2 separate regions of the Hordeum vulgare genome follow, and region 2 is linked to region 1. The links are chromatin contacts, called in public Hi-C maps. All regions are on one chromosome and are shown on one strand. The core of a region is the stretch at or near the end of the contact, and the rest is flanking DNA. Distances in the headings are between cores, read along the strand shown. Region 1 holds the start of LOC123447332. Region 2 holds the start of LOC123447336 (anthocyanin regulatory C1 protein-like).

The links. Hi-C and Micro-C count contacts between places; a contact is called where the count stands out from the background.
Region 2: a contact with region 1 is called in a Hi-C map of seedling, with 3 times the contacts expected there. The contact joins the promoter of LOC123447336 here to the promoter of LOC123447332 in region 1. A contact is called at or near these places in 2 of 6 Hi-C or Micro-C datasets (leaf and seedling).

Annotation. Positions count from the first base shown.
Region 1 is chr4H:588,886,366-588,891,917 of MorexV3_pseudomolecules_assembly, forward strand. LOC123447332 reads left to right here and starts at 2,653. Exons shown (of 6, transcript XM_045123924.1): 1 at 2,653-3,045; 2 at 3,147-3,223; 3 at 3,524-3,560; 4 at 4,254-4,428; 5 at 5,404-5,552. The coding sequence starts at 2,889.
Region 2 is chr4H:589,051,094-589,056,645 of MorexV3_pseudomolecules_assembly, forward strand. LOC123447336 (anthocyanin regulatory C1 protein-like) reads right to left here and starts at 3,519. Exons shown (of 2, transcript XM_045123928.1): 1 at 3,375-3,519; 2 at 2,358-3,227. The coding sequence starts at 3,507. The coding sequence ends at 2,650.

The DNA of each region.
Region 1 (5,552 bases), core at 1,403-3,902:
TGATCATGCTACCTGATCTCCATCATGTTCTTGTTGATACTAGCTGATGATAGTATGGTCTATCATTTTCCTATCAGTGACAGAATCGCTAGCTATGCGTGATAGCTAAGCTTTCGGTTTCCCCGAGACTAAAAAAGGGAAAAATAAAGTTGACTAGCTTTTCTTGCAATTGATTGGTACCATACTATTTTGAAGTCCAAATTCAGAGATCAAATCCTTCAAGTCTTTTTTATGACTGATCAACCATGCACCTTTTCTGACTAATCAACCGTACGTGCATCCACCTTTATTCTACCTGGGTTAACGTTCTGCAGTTAGCTAGCTAGTCACAAACATGCATATATTTATGCACTACTTGAGTGCACACACAACTCAATCTCGTACTACACATGGGTCACAGTTGGTGGCAAGATTGAGCATTTCTAGGTTATTATTCCGATCGGACGGATCCTTTCCCATCTGCATAACCTAGCTAGCTATAACCTACAAGCACCACCCGCACCACTTCTGTTTTTTGAGCAATCTCAATGCATATCCATCCCAGCCTCTCATGTTCATCGGTTCTACTCCAACCACCGAGTGTGTTGATAACTTAGCATACCATATTTTCCAGTAAACATGTGTTTTTGTGAGAGCTAGCGAGGTGGTCGCACCTCTAGCCCATCATGGACCAGACTCCTGGTGTAACGCTCATCATCTCTTAAAAGCGGATAGCTCCAAAATATTTGGAGTTTTATAGAAAAAAAATCCTAATATGCACCACATCAGAAATATACTTAAAAAATGATGAAACTAATTTGATGTTGTAGATGTCAGTATATTTCCTATAGACTTTGTCAAACCTAAGGAAGTTTTTTTCTTCTACAAAGGGTATTTTTTATTGAGTCAAAATATAGAACCGAGAGACATAATTATAGTGAGTACACACCCGCCCTCTGCATAATTAAAGGGCACATGAAAAAAATACGTTGGCAAATAGCAAAGTCATCAAGACTGAAGCTATATGTGCCTAGGCGAGGAAAAAAGAAAAGTGAAAACTCAAAAGTGATAAAAACAACTGTTGGCAGCATACAATAGTGACGCCACCAAACTATCTCTTGACAACACAAGGATTGCGAGGAAGGTTCTTCGAAAGCGACACCTCCAGGAACACAACAACGTGCAAGCGCCGTCGTCCCCCGACGCTACAACCGAAAGTCAGATCGTGGGGTTGTATATCAAATTCAAGTAAACTCCGAGAAATGCCTTCATCAGGATAACGACACAAAGAATACCTCCGTTGTAGGTATAACCAAACGATCAGACCTAGGGTTTTCACCTGGAGCTCGAGACCTGGTACCAAAAAAGTACAACCCAATTGAAGTCATCATATGTTATCTCCTCCACTAGCCTCGATCCCACCAGCTGAATACGCACACGGTCCTGATCGTAGGTTGGTGAGCCATGGTGAGGGCCATTCGGCACAACATGACGAAGTATTTGGCGGGGAGAAACGAGACCAGCACGAGCAAAAACCCTAGGTTGGAACGCTCCGGGGGCCCGCACCATACTCGCAAGCGGAAACAGATGGTTGATCTACATAAGACAGTAGCACTACACGTAGCCATTATCTATGCGATCCTTGACACTGACCATGAACCACGCGACATAGAAAATCACCATTGTCTCGGGACCGGAAGTTTGAAACTCCTGAGGCGATGCCATCCGACCATCGCCGCGACCACTAAGGTCTGTGGCAGTGTCAGCCAACATCATACTAGCCAGATCCACGGTGCCACCGGCTTTCGTCGGAGAAAACGTGAAGAAGTTTGACTTAGGATAAACCTAACGGTTTTGATAGAATTCTTCTAGCTGAGTTTTAGTTATGTCTCATTTATAATTTATGTTTTATAATCATTGGATGAGGCTATAAGATGCGTGTGTGCTCCTATTTTTAATACGAATTACGAATTCAGTGGTATAATTTTTGCTTCCGTTGAAGTCGGTCTCTCGTTGGTTAAATTTACGATTAACCTTAGATGACGGAAAACAAGGACACACTATACTATAGAATGGAGGCCTTTATTTTATTTTATTTTAAATGAGATCAAATTATATCTCATCTAGATGAGTTCTAAACACTTCCAAAAACTAAATATTTTGAGACGGAAGGGTCATATCAAAAGCATAACCACCACTTTCATGTTTTGTCTTGGTGGCTGTCTTAGTTTGCTCGACCAGCTTTCTTTGTGGTTTCATTTTTTTGTCGTCGCGGCTCCCTTAATTTCGAACGAAGCGAATTTGTACAGAGCTGCCCATGTCCACAGCCAATTACTGTAGCAAGCGCAGCATGGCATGCAAGAACCAAGAAGAGGAGAGGGAGGGAGGTGCGTGTCAGTGGGAACACAGCGCAGGCGGAAAACTAGCTTGGCATGCCTGCCTGCCCATCCCTGTCTTCATCGTCTCCCTCGCTCGGGTCAACAGCGCTGCCCCCATCTCATAATTATCCCCTACCCATGGCATGCATGGCAGCAGCTAGCACGCAGGCATATGCCCCTGCGCCCCATCTGAAACCCCTCCTTTGTCCCCGACCTTTTGTCTCTTCCTGTTCTCCCTCCCCGCCCCCTCCTTGCTCTCCTACGCAAGCACCATTAAACGCCACTCCTCCGTGCTCAGCTCTACCTCCCCTCTCTCCCCTCCTTAGTTTCCTAGCTACTACCAACTACTACTGAACTGCGATAGCTGAGGTGCTGAGTTGGAGCGGTATATAAGCTGGCCCGGATGGTCGAGGTCGACCACTGGCTCAGCTCCCGCTGGCATACGCAAAGCACACACGATCTTTTGCTGTGTCGGCTGGTGTCTGCTTCCGCTGAAATAATCTGAGCTCCAAGCTATAGCTAGCCAGATCGATGACCATGGCGCCTAGAACAGCCAGCAGGGAGGCGAACTGCGCCGGCGCCGGCGGCGTGAGGCAGTACAACCGGTCCAAGGTGCCGCGCCTCCGGTGGACGAGCGCCCTGCACCGCTGCTTCGTCCACGCCATTCACAGCCTCGGAGGCCACGACAGTACGTCCTCCGTCATCGCGCGGCCGATCATGAGTATATGGGGGTGGCGTCGGCCGGTCTAACTAACGCGCGCGCGTGGCGTGTGCATGCATGCGTTGCAGGGGCGACGCCGAAGCGGGTGCTGCAGCTGATGGGGGTGGGAGGGCTCACCATTTCTCATGTCAAAAGCCATCTGCAGGTCTGTCAATCTATTATTATTAGCATGGTACTTCCTCCGTAAAACAATAGTATTGTAAACTAATATAAGATCGTTTAGATCGCTTATTGCACGTCGATGGATCTTACTCCCTCTGTACCATAATCTTTGTTGTTGGGGAACTAGTGTAAGTTCCCCTAACGACAAGTATTTTAGTATTTTGATACATAGAGAGTAGATGCGCATGCATGATCTTGACCTGCATGTGAATTAATGGAGTGTTCCTTTCCTTTTGTTCGACGGAGTTACTGATGATTAATGTTGTCTGTTTGTTTGAAGCAGATGTACAGGAACATGAAGAATGATCTTGGAATGCAAGGTACACTTATGTGCATAATTCTAAGGTCACATATGCACAGGTGCATGCATATATACTCTTTATATAGCATTCGTGCTGTCCAACGTTATATTTTCCAAAAATATCACAAACTAAGCTACTAAAGCAAGCATATAGTTAACTAAAAAGGAAATCTCCTCGTGGACCATTGGTTGTTGGGTCATCTAAAAAACATTGCTGCACGCCCAGCTTGCTAATTACCCAGCAAAACTTGCAACAAAGCAAAACACTGGTGGAACTTGATAGTCTTTAAACGCAGTCTTTGTGTAGTACTTACTCCGTCCGAAAATACTTGTTATATAAATGAATGTATCTATATGTTAGTCCTACATACATTTATTTTTATCAATTTGTGGGACAAGTAATTTCAAATGGAGGGAGTATGCACTATTGCTTGTCTCAGAAAAAAAAAACTATGATGACGCAGATTCGTCTATGTGCACATGTGCATGGGTGACATGCAGGAATGCAAGCATGCATGTACACTACTCCGCCACAACCACAGCATGCATGCATGCTTTGTCACTGTAAAAATAATAATAATAAAAGGTGCATGCATGCTTTGTCACTGTAAAAATAATAATAATAATAGGTGCATGCATGCTACTCTGCATCATACTACGAGAGCAGCCCAGCTAATTCCTTTTGGCCAATGTTGTGGTGGATGGAGCACAGGCCGGATGCAGCCAGCAGTGCAACAGTCGTCGGGCCAGGAGGGGCACACACGCTCAGCAGGAGGATGCATGGAAGTCTGCACCGACGAAGATGAGGAGTGGCATGTCCCCGGCTACGACTCGCCAATGCCTAGAAAGGAGTCGACGCCGCTGCCGCTCCACCCGCAACTGAAAAGGTCACCACCTTTTTCATACCCACTTTCCCTTTTCTTCTTCACCCGGTTATTCACTCAATATGTCTGCTTATTTTCCCTGCATGGCACTCCGAACGTACCGTACTCCATCCGTTCCTTTATAGTCTGCATATAAGATTTGATCAAAGTTAGGTGATACAAAGTTTGATCAAATATATATTAAAAGGTATCAACATCTATAATACGAAACCCTATATCTTATGAAAATTAATATCATGATGCATCTACTAATATTGATTTTATATTATAAATGTTGATATTTTGTTTAATAAATCTAGTCAAAGTTTATGAAGTTTGACTTTGATCAAATCTTATATATGCGGACTAAAAAGAAACGGAGGGGGTACCTAGCTAGGTGTACGAGTCAAGGCACAAATTATGCATGACGACAATTCAGACCAGAACCCCTAGTTTGCATTCACCTTTTTATTTTTCAATCTTGAGGTGCCACAACCGTATATTCCAAGATAGATATAGTAGGAATCTAAAGGGAAAAAAAGACCCTCGGCCTATACAATTGCTAAAATACGACATGTGCTCGTGTGGACGTGACTAGATCTCTGTCGATTGAAAATTAACTAAGTCTCAGTCGAATGACAAAATATATAAAAAAAGAATCGCTTTAAGTAAGTTTTGCTTGAATCTACACGTAAGATCTCATGAATATAGCATCCATGCAATTGACTGAGATCTAGCCATCCCTTTGTGGAATTCGTTTATTTCTAAAGAGATGGATGTATCCTCAACCCTCTGCATCGACGGTGATGCACACAGCCTGTATCAACGTGGAATATTTGTCGAGCAAGACTGCCAACGTGTTCCCCTGGAAACCTAGCTAGTACACATATATTCACTTTGTCCAGGGTTCCATAACTCATGTCCTACATAACAAGATATTTGCTTACCATTGATAATCAGTGTATGTAAGAAACTTAGTTCACTCTAAATGATCAACAGGAGAGCAGGGGAATCTGAGCCGGGGACGGGGACGAGGGAGGAGGCGAGCGCGAGCCCCACGAGCCTGCTGAGAGTGCAAGGAGGAGGAGGAATATGCGAGTCGTCGTCGAGCCACGCACCGGCAGCCGGTGGCAACTACTACCTGCGTA
Region 2 (5,552 bases), core at 2,269-4,768, 170 kb after region 1:
ATTACTAACTAAAGTGCAGTAGCGCAGGCAACTAGATTTTACATGAGAACGCATTTCAGTTCTTTTAACCAGTCTGCAGCCCATTAATACAACACAATTACATTTCTAAAAAATTAGCCCCGGTCATGCTCGCTGCCACAAGCAAGTGCACAACTGCAGCAGTGGAACCATGGCTCGATGCCTGGGCTAGCGTGTGGTACGCCCTTCTTCACGTCCAGCGTGGGCTTTGGTACACGCACAACGTGAATCAACGCCGTGGTATTTGCTAAAGCAAATCTAGAAGCTCCAGTTCCTGGAGGCCGTGGTATTTGCTAAAGCAAATCTAGAAGCTCCAGTTCCTGGAGGTGTTGGACACCCGTCATGCAATGGTATAGTCAGTCTTTGGACTGATAAACTATTGCCTTTCAAGTGTTGAAGTATTTTCCTTCGTGGCTAGAATTATTCAATACAGTCAATGATGTTGCAAGATCTGATTATTTTTTATAACTTGATATAAGGGACATCAACCTTATAATTGAACTATTTCAAGTTTTAGAATTATTCAATGGTATTGTTCTTTCTTCAGTGTAGATGCATGATATTACATGATTAAACATGTCAATTTTATAACTTGATTTAATTGTCTATATTATGCTCTATGTGCTATTACCAACAAAAATAGTACTTCCTCTGTCCCAATAATATAAGATGTTATTACATCCTATGTGTATATTGGATGTAATAACATAAGTGTGGCAATAATGTGTTTGCACCAGTTAAGGGAGAGCTTATTATGTACATTGTAAGAAACACGTCATGTTTATTCCCCATCATTTAAGTGTGTGCCATTCTATATTTGTTCATGTTGCTTATAGTACATTTTCAATATTTTCAGGATATGATTATGATGATGATGCATACTGCTCCTCTGGAGTCTACGTCTCTTTGGATTCTTGGACACTTATAGCCAATGAGACTACATTTTCGGTTGTTAGCTGGAGCTATCACTATGACTGGAAATTTATTTCCGCTCAAGTAAATTTATATGCTCACTGAAAACCAACGACAGTCAACACTTATCAGCAGTTTGCAATTTGTATTAGAATGTGCCTAAGCCAATGGTCAGACAATCTTGGTCATGATTTATGTAGATTGGATAGTTCCTTCAAACTGCGCTCTTCAATCTTGAGTGGACAATTATATGTTTCCTTATAGAAAATTTACTATATGTTTCATAAATTGACTGATTATTTTGTCCCTGTCAGATTAAACTAGGTCTTGATTTGAAGGTACAATTGATTAAACTAGGTTTGTTTGTTGTACTAACGATGCTCTTTAGACACACATGTGGTCTTCCTCATTCCTCAGTCGTTATGAGTTGGGCATAGTTTCGCGACCCAGCCAATCCTGGTTCATCGCAACATATGTTTTCTCCACACAAGTTTAAATAATGCAATCTCTTCTTAGGCTATCAAAATATGAGCTTGATGAAGGTAGACAGATGATGACGTCCCTTACTTTCTTGATTAATTAGGAAAATGACATTTTTTTCTTCCGTTGCAACGCACGGGCATATGTCCTAGTTATATTTAAGAACTGAGGGAGTAACTGAGGTTGAATAGACCCCTAGCTTTTTCGTTGCCAATACGTAGGTATATCATTTTTTATATATAAAAAGATGGTGGTCTCCTCGACGACGCCACAACAAGGAAAACAACTCCCAGTGGCTATGTCATGAGCACAAGGCACATCCATCAAACCACTGCCGGTAGGGGCCATTTTCTTGTGAATGCCTTTCACGAGGAGCCACCTTTTGGATTGTTGGTAGAGTTTGATCCGGAGATGTTTGCTGTGGTGTCTTCTTTGTAATCATAAACAAAACATTGTTTGCCATTTGACACGAGTCAACTTTGTAGAAAACCGACGCCACCACCAGAATAACCCTATATGCCGGCGGTTTCGCACCTAAGAGCAAGTACAATAACATACAGTCAGTAGACTGTAAGAATTAAAATATTATATTTTTACTGAGTTGGATGAGAGAGAAGGAAAACGGGCTCTTCGTGAAGAGCTAGCTCTAGCACGTGCTCGTAGGTGCTTTGTGAGAATGAAAGGTGAGTCATATATGATAAAAGTAATACTCTTTTATAACTAACTATTGTACAAGCTAGCTATGAGATAGGTTATAAGACTGCGTATAGCCAGCCGTTAGCTATACTATTAACCATGCTCTAATATAGTGACGAATTTTTTTGTATTGCAACAAAGTACACCGACATCCATCCAATTGTTAGGCATTTATTGTCGTCTACAAGCATCCACTTATCGATGCAGAGGTCCGTAGATATCCTCCTTTTCGTTGAAAAAGTAGAGCCGCGTTGAAGAATAATTATATTCTTATTTAGAAGTACAATACAATGCAAAATGTGGATGCTCGTGTACACACATACACTTATACACCATCCATCTAATTAAACGGCTCGAGAGAGTGTGAGTATATATGATTAGAACTGGATCACAGGCCGTAGTTACTCATTAGTCAGTACTCAACACCAAGCCAACGTACGTACATGGAGCTGTATCGTACCACATTTGTGGGGTACGATACAGCTCCCTGTTCGTACGTACGTAGTGATAAACATGCACGTGCTGAAAACAAGTGTGTGAGCGTTAATCTGCCATCTGCAGGGACCTAATCCAGTCCTCGTCGGACTCAAGAAACGACGCCAAGGCTCTAACGTCGTCCATCCAGTCGCCACCGCCCGACGATGCCGCCAAGCTGCTGCCGCTGCACTCATCTCCGTCTCCACCCACGGCCCGCGTCTCTGTGACCCGCTGGAGCGGCGCCGCATCCCGGCTGAAGAAGAGACCGCCCGTGCACCTCACGGGCTTGGGCGCCCACACTGCGGCCGACAACTTGGGCGTCGCAGCCTTGGCTCTTGTTGTAGCAGCCCCGGGGTTGGAGGAGACGGAGCTGGCGGAGGTGCATGGCGTGGCGACCATCCTGGTGGTAGATCGCTCCGGGACCGGCAGCGCCTTCCGCCCGAGGGTGCTGTTCCAGTAGTTCTTGATTTCGTTGTCTGTTCGGCCGGGCAGCCTGCCCGCAATGAGCGACCACCTGTTACCGAGGAGCCTGTGGAGCCTGACGATGAGCTCCTCCTCGTCGTCAGAGATGTTGCCCCGCTTGATGCTGGGCCGGAGGTAGTTGAGCCACCGCAGCCGGCAGCTCTTGCCGCACCGCCGCAGGCCTGCAAATTGTCTTGGCGCGCGTGAGTTCGTCACTCGCTTACGTTCAGTTAGCTCTCCATTGTCTATGACAGAACGGTAAGTACGCCTACGTACTGTCTACCAAGCTAGCTAGGGACTCAGGTGGATTAGTAGCAGAACGTACGTACCGGCTTTCAGGGGGACTTCCTTCCACCTGCCTTCGCCATTCGCCTTGACGTAGGAGGCCAAGGTTTCGTCCTCCTTGCTCGTCCATGCCCCTCTCTTCACCCCTTCCCTGGCGCTCCACGCCCTCCTCCCCATTCTCTCCTTCTCTCTATCTCTTCTCCGGTGTGTGTTGTGTTGTGTTAGAGAGCGAGAGAGTGAGGGTCCGTCATCTTTGGGCAGCAGGGTTGTTGCCGTATTTAGTCATTAGCGCGTCTACGTGGACCCGTTTAGCATTGTACAATAGCGCGTCTACGTGGACCTGCTTTGCACCTTCAATCCACAGTCATCGTGAGCGACACTTATCTCAGAGTTAGATGGACCAAAAGCTAGGAAGGCTCCATTTGTCCAATGAACAGCGCGGCCATTTCTTCGCCGTCCAAGATCGCCGGCAGGTGAGATGTACTATGTCGTATTTCTTTTGACAACTGAAAAGGATCGTTGCCCTTTGAGTCCAAAGAAGCCAGAGCACGTAGCTTTTGCTCGACGGCTCACCTGTGTCAGCACGAGGCACCCGGACCCCCCAAAACCGAGGGGGGGCATCCCAGATGTGTGTGAGCATGGAGGGAGCATCCCACCCCGTTGTGGAATTATGTGTCATGTAACTATATTCAAACATTGATGGGAAATTCTATTTAGAAGCGTCGCATGATGGACATTCCATGCAGCGGCTTGCATCATTTCTTCTTATGCATACATGCATGCAATGATGTCATGAGATTCGTTTTAAATGATCGGAATTCAAAAACTTTTATCTCTTAAACCGTTAATTCAATCGATGATTCGTTTTCGTCGTTGACTTTGTTTCGATGAAATCTTCAAAACTAGATCCCATGTCGACATGTTTTGACAACTTTTTTTTTGCTCGTACTTACCACATTTGCTGTACTTACTTGTCCTATTAGTAAGTACTCCCTCCGTTCCTAAATATAAGTCTTTTAAAAGATTTCACTAGGTGAGTACATACAAAGCAAAATGAATGAATCTACACTTTAAAGTAGGTCTACATACATCCGTATGTAGTCCTCTAGTAGAATTCCTAGAAAGACTTATATTTAGGAACGGAGGGAGTACTTACTTGTCTGATAAAAAATAACTTAATCGCCAATTTTTTTGGAAACTGCGTATAAATATGACATCTAGACATAATCAAATTGGCAAGCACAAACAATTTTTTTAGGCGATTACGCGGAAAAATATGACAACTCAACATATTTAAAATTGGTGACCACAAAAAATCTTTTTTGATCATCGTTTGTAAATATGATAACTCGACATAGTTAAACTAATAAACACACAAAATAATTTTTTTTGGCAAAGTTGTATGTAAATATGACAAGTTTGCATATTTAAATTGGCAAACACAACCTATGACAATGCTTTTATATCATGTATAATGAAAACTGTTACATGGTTTTGTAGAAAAAACATTAAAAATATCAATTAAGTTATTTTTTCAGGCAAGTAAGTGGTTAATAATATGGCAAGTGGGGTCAAAAAATGTGGCAAGTATGGATGAAAAAAAATAGTTGACGGAACATGTCGACATGGGATCTAGTTTTGAAGAACTCGTCGAGAGAAAGTCAATGGTGAAAGCGGATTATCGATTGAATTAACGGTTTTGTAGATAAAACTTTTTAAATTTCAAAAGCAAAAGGAATCTTGATGACATCATTGCATGTATGTAGCATTTTTCATTATACATAATGATATCATTGCACGCATGCATGCATGAGAAAGATATGTAATGGATGATTAACAGAAGGTTAATTTTTGCATTGAAACGTGATTAAGTGAGCCGCCGCACGGCAAGACGGAGGTGCGGCGCCGCTCCCTAGCGTTGTCCAACATTGATATAGGAATTACTAATATTCAGAATACCTCATTATGAAATTACACATGTATTTATGCATGAAATTGCTTTACATGATTGTCATGGAATTATCATTTGTTGAAACGTACTTAATTTGTATGCTTAAAGAAGCTGGTCGATCATCGATGAAATACAATATAGTATTTATATTGAAAAGACAACCCGGATACACTGATGATCGGAAAGAGCTAAATCGTATATTTGGATTACAACCCTAATGGTGATTTACATAATTAGAGAAATTTACACTCTATTATGACGCGTTGCTCAC